2 separate regions of the Ovis aries genome follow, and region 1 is linked to region 2. Evidence: chromatin contacts called from public Hi-C data. All regions are on one chromosome and are shown on one strand. The core of a region is the stretch at or near the end of the contact, and the rest is flanking DNA. Distances in the headings are between cores, read along the strand shown.

Evidence for each region. A called contact is a pair of places that touch in the nucleus more often than the background predicts.
Region 1: a contact with region 2 is called in a Hi-C map of tail adipose tissue, with 2.7 times the contacts expected there. The contact joins the enhancer-like site here to the promoter of AHCYL2 in region 2. A contact is called at or near these places in 5 of 16 Hi-C or Micro-C datasets (hypothalamus, liver, muscle and 2 more).

Annotation. Positions count from the first base shown.
Region 1 is chr4:94,915,755-94,918,604 of ARS-UI_Ramb_v3.0, reverse strand. All of the region lies in intron 1 of AHCYL2 (adenosylhomocysteinase like 2), which reads right to left. Among named protein-coding and RNA genes, the nearest start is that of AHCYL2, 80 kb to the right of the region's middle. Within about 2 kb of position 1,439, at least 7 of the 54 cell types and tissues checked have an H3K27ac peak or open chromatin away from gene starts, as enhancers often do. A contact at or near this core is called in tail adipose tissue, where this site is marked.
Region 2 is chr4:94,835,898-94,838,811 of ARS-UI_Ramb_v3.0, reverse strand. AHCYL2 (adenosylhomocysteinase like 2) reads right to left here and starts at 1,520. Exons shown (of 16, transcript XM_060415121.1): 1 at 1,124-1,520. The coding sequence starts at 1,486.

The sequences.
Region 1 (2,850 bases), core at 190-2,689, 80 kb before region 2:
GTAGAATAATCTGGAGTATAATTCCTCCCCATATAGAATTGCCCTAATAGGCAACTTTTGCTGGGGGATTCCACATCTGCCTGACTGAGATTTTTCTCAACTGTGCTGTGGTCTGAAGTTCTTCCCACCCAATCTTTCCTTCCCTGTCTTCCTTCACAAGCTGTTAGACCTGGATCACATTCTGAGAGCTCTCCCTGACTCTCCTGGCTCCCTTCCCTCTCTAGTTCACAGGTGTTTCCTCCAAGAAATCCTGTACCTCTAAACTGTCCTGACATCTGCATCATGGAAGAGCCAGACTGATGATATAGGGAATATAAGATAATTTAATGGGTCCTAACTCCACATTCTTCATACCCAACGTTATGTTTAAAATTGCAACATGGATGGCTTCTCTAGATAAGCAGTTAAAAGCCATGGAGCCCAAAGATGAGGAAAGAGAAACAAGCTCTTTTGAATCTCAGTATACTGCGGGTTCTTTTAACTATTTCAACTGGACACTCAAATACATCTGCCTCTGGAAACAAGGTATCTCTAAATGAATCACCACATTTTTCCCTGTCCTGTCTTGAACTTAGAAATAACTCAGAGATCTGGCCAGCACAAAACAGAACTGCACCACTCTCTGGCATTTAAGAAGTTATGAACAACAAATATGTTATCATCCCCATCCCTAAGGAAATTCTCAAATCTCACCCCAAGGACACATATTATGCCATCTTGTGACAGAGCACTCGTTCAAATAGGATTTCATATGTGTTTCTTTCTTTTTTTTGATGTTTACATTAGGCTTACTTCTACCATCATTCAGTTCCAAAGGGATAGTCTTAATTAAATCTGCCAAAGTTTCTAAATTATTGAAACAAATTGAGAATGTATAAAGGCTAAAACAACCAGTGGTTTTACTTTAGAACCTCAAGAATCATGTCGCCTTATTGTGTATAGTTCTTGATATACGAGGCATGACTAATAAACGCTAAACCAGTCCTCTGTAATCTGCCTCATAGGACAAAACTCTCTTTAATCATAAGATCAAAATATTTCATAGCAATTTCTCAAGGGAAAAAGCTTCTTAACTCTTACATTTTGGCCTTATAGCTTCATACTATAAAAAGTTCTGAGGGATGAAGGTGACACCATTACTGCAAAACTATATCAGGACATTACTTTTAGAAACATAGACATTCTCCTGCCCTTAGTATCACCTTCTTACAAAGTTTCCTAGTCCAGGCTAAATAATTCCTCTCTTGCTCTAATGTTAATAACCTTCAGATATTTGGGAGTGTATCTCTCCTGGATCTCACAGCTGCCAGATTTTAGTCAACTCTCCATGCTTAAATTTTTAAATGATCTTTGTAAATTCATCTATGCACTACAGTTGCTCTCACAACTCACCACTTTCTGCTTCTATCATGCTGACACTGTGCTAAATGTAATACTCCCAGTGGGCTCTTGCCAATTCCCTGTGCTGTGGCGCAATTCTTCTTTGTCTACTGCCTAGAATAGCATGAGTTTTCCTTTGACTGCCAGATCACATTTCAAGCCCAAACCAAGTTTGTTATCTGCCATTACTGTCAAGACTCTCTTGCTCTCTGGGTTTTCTTTCTCTCTTTTTTTACCCCTGTTAGATCACTTGTATCTCCTCTTCAGCTTCTGAAACAAGAGTAGAACTGTGCCCTAATGCTAATTTCTCAAGTGACTATTATCCATATTTTGGCCTATTGGTACTAGAAACTACTTATTGATAATGTTCATAACAGCTTTCCTCCCTGTTGGATTCCCACTAAAGATCTTCCTTTATTAAATCTTCATTCAAATCTACACCCAGACTGTATATTCTCCACAGTTCATTTAATTCAATACACTTTTACTAAGCACCTAGTAGATGCAGATGTTGTGAATAAGGATGAATATATCACTTTTGCCCTCAAACAGTTCACAGTCTTATTTGAAAGACATATATATCTATATTTATAAAACAGCATAACACAATAATGGAAGATTATACAAACTAAAGAGCCTCTTGAAAGTGAAAGAAGAGAGTAAAAATGTTGGCTTAAAGCTCAACATTCAGAAAACTAAGATCATGGCATTCGGTCCCATCACTTCATGGCAAATAGATGGGGAAACAGTGGCAGACTTTATTTGTCGGCGGGGGGGGTGGGGGTGGGGGTGGAGGGGGGGTGGGGCTCCAAAATCACTGCAGATGGTGACTGCAGCCATGAAATTAAAAGACACTTGCTCCTTGGAAGGAAAGTTATGACCAACCTAGACAGCATATTAAAAAGCAGAGAATTACTTTGCCAACAAAGGACTGTCTAGTCAAAGCTATGGTTTTTCCAGTAGTCAAGTATGAATGTGAGAGTTGGACTATAGCTAAGTGCCAAAGAATTGATGCTTTTGAACTGTGATGTTGGAGAAGACTCTTGAGAGTCCCTTGGGCTGCAAGGAAATTAAATCAGTCCATCCTAAAGGAAATCAGTCCTGAATATTCATTGGAAGGACTGATGCTGAAGCTGAAACTCCAATCCTCTGGCCACCTGATGCAAAGAACTGACTCAGTGGAAAAGACCTTGATGCTGGGAAAGACTGAAAGCAGGAGGAGAAGAGGGACGACAGAGGATGAGATGGTTGGATGGCATCATCGACTGAATGGATATGAGTTTGAATAAACTCCGGGAGTTGGTGATGGCCTTCTGGACAGGAAGGCCTGGTGTACTGCAGTCCATGGGGTCGCAAAGAATGGGACACGACTGAGTGACTGAACTGAACTGACTGATACAAACTATAAAGGTCAGGAAAAGTGATAACTTTAAAATGAATAGGAATCCATCAGACCCAAAAGAAGAGTAC
Region 2 (2,914 bases), core at 271-2,770:
AGGCTGGATACAAGGTTTCAACTCAGCTGAGTCCTGCACAGTGCAGATTTCACATCACTTTCTTGCTTTTCTGATAAATCATTCACAAAACGAAAAACCCAGTATATCACTATGTTCGCATACTACCTCAGAAATTATAGCGATAATCCACAACTTGTTTTTGCAATATTTGCCATTTTTCTCTGTACTGATTTGCTTTCTGAGAGGACAGACACCACAGACAGCCATTGCAAGGATAATACTGAGAATATCAAACATTCAGGCACATCTATCTACTCCTTGGTGTTCTGAGACTACTGCCTCTTCAAAACTATCTGAAAGAAGCTGGCAGCTTAGCAAAATCTGACAGTGATCGCCTTTCCCAAAAGTAGAAGCATTTCTTCCTAATACTTACGGACCATAATAAAAGAACCAATAAAAACAATCATTCTCTTTATACACAGTCTAACAATCCTGGTGATCAACTACTGAGCTGAGAGGACAAACCTCAAAGAGAAGAGTGGAGTGAATCTCTCCATTACCCTATTACCCTTCTACTTTCAGAGAAAACCTAAGGATCTTGCAGTATGTGGAATGAAGGGCACGGCATCAGTACTGCTAGATGGAAGCGCCTGGCCACAGAAAGGCAGAGAGTCATCTTCTGTACAGAAACCAGACAACTGAGGATCTCAACGCGAGGTAACTACTCCTTACAGAAAAGATGTCCAAACGGAAAAGCTCTTTCAACCCTTATTACTGGGTGAACTCTCAGAAGCAGTAAAGCTTTTCTACACCATCGGGGTCTTCTCCCCGACAGTCTGGAAAATACACACGGGAGTAGGTTAGGAGTACAGAAAGGTGTAATACGAGGTGCCTCTCCTCTCCCAGCCTATTCCAAGTAGTAAGGAAGGGCGCTACCTCCATGTTATTCCCAGCGAAGTACGGCCGTACCACCTGGAGTCTTCGCCCCCCAGCACTGGGGCCCGTGTGGGGGCATCTCTGAGAGAGCGGGTTTAAGGGGAAAAGAGATGTCTCTACTTCCAGCATCAGAAGGGAGGGCGTGGAGAGTGGTGCCGCCGCGCCGAGAGGATCTGCGGTTCCCCACCTCCCTCCCTCTCCGAAAGAGGCAGCCCGGCCCCAATACCTTCTTGACTGTGCGCGGCGCCTCGGTGACGGTGCCGTCGGGGCTGACCAGGGCTTCGCCGCCGTCGCGGTGCCTCTGATGCTGGTGATGAGGGTCGCTCCGCTTCATGGCCGACGCCTGAGGCACTTTCCCAGCGGCCGGGCTGAGAGCCGCTGCGGGCCCGGATCCCGGACCGGGGGCCGGGGGCCGCTCCGCGGCCGGAGCTGGAGCTTCAGGGTCCCCGCCGCCCGCTGGGGGGGCCATGGCGCTCCCGGCCGCTGTGCTCAGTCCCAGCTGCGGCTCCGCCTCGGAGGGGCTCAGGTCCTTCAGCTCCACCTCAGGCACCTTCGCGGCAGCAGCTGCTGACACGACCTGCACCGACATCACCGCCTCCACTGCAACCGCCGGCTCAGACTCTAGCTCCGGCTCGGCCCCGCCTCCCGCCTCCCTTCCCCTTCCCTCCCCCATTCCCCCACTCCTCCCCTCCATCGCCTCCGCTCCCACCCCCTTCCTCTGCCCGCCCGCCAACTCTCCAGCCAGCCCGGCCTCTCCCTCCCCACCCCGCCCCGCCCCGCCCCGCCCCGCGCAACCCGACCCGCCCCGCCCGACCCGGCTAGCTCCCGCGCGTGGTGCCACGGAACCTGTAGTGCGCTTGTTCAGGGCCGCACGCGGCGACAACACCGTGGGACCTCAGCCCCCGACCAGCACTGCGCGCTGCCGAGGGCGGGGCCGTGATGCCCCCTGGGAATTGTAGTCCCTGTCGCCTTCCGGCTAGCGGGATTCTGTAGTACTAGTGGAGCTCTAGTCCAGGCGACTAACGGAAAGGAGTGAGAACGGGTGACACGACAAAGGACATGAGAAAGAGTCTCCAGAGGAACTGGGGCTTCCGAGGAGACAACGCTAGAAACCCTCCGCCTGCGAAGGTGGGGGAAGAAAGGGCTCTCTACCCTGACAGTGTACATTTCCTCCCCGTGTGCTAGTCTAAGATCACGTAAGCAGGCGTTTAAAGGAAAAGCGGCATCACGTGGGGAGAGCGCAGGCCTCAGGCTGAAAGTGACTTGATTTTTCTGCCTCAGTGAAAGGGAACCCTAACACCTTTCTGAACTTTAATGGCTTTGTTTTTAGAAAGAATAAAATAAGACCTTATGTGCTGTGGTGATTTCTAGAACATTCTGGGCTTAGAGTTTACTATCAGTCCAAAAAAATAGAAGTTCGATATTACTAGGTAGGAAATTTTTAGGCTAAAGAGTCAGACACCACTTAACGACTAAACAACAACGACAAAAGAATTACACGTTGCCTTAAGCTTAATTCTTTTGCCCTGTTAATTCTCTTTTTCTTTCTTCTCCTTTTTCTCTTTGCCCCTCCATTCAGCTTGTAGGATCTTAGTTCAGGAATTGAACCCGGGGCCTTCAGCAGTGAAAGTAGTGAGTCCTAACCACCCAACCACCAGGGAATTTCCATTCTGTGAATTCTCATAGATGTCCAACCTAAGTTTGCATGCCAGTGGCACAAAGAGGTAAAATAAACCAAAATGTCAGAGTTGGGAGCACAGAAAGGTTTATTACAGAGTGCCAGGCACAAGAGGGAGCTAGTGCTCAAGAAAACCCAAACCCAGATGTCAAACAAAATTTGGGGTGAGGGCTGCCAATGTGTGACTATTCTGATTGGTTGGATGATGTCTGGATGTCTGGGGAATCTCAACCTTCTGGTTCCAAGGTGTCTAGGGTACACATACTTGTGGTCACATGTATGCGGTCACCATCATCTGCCTGGGTAGGGGGTTTTAGGTTCTGTAGAGGAGCTCAGAGA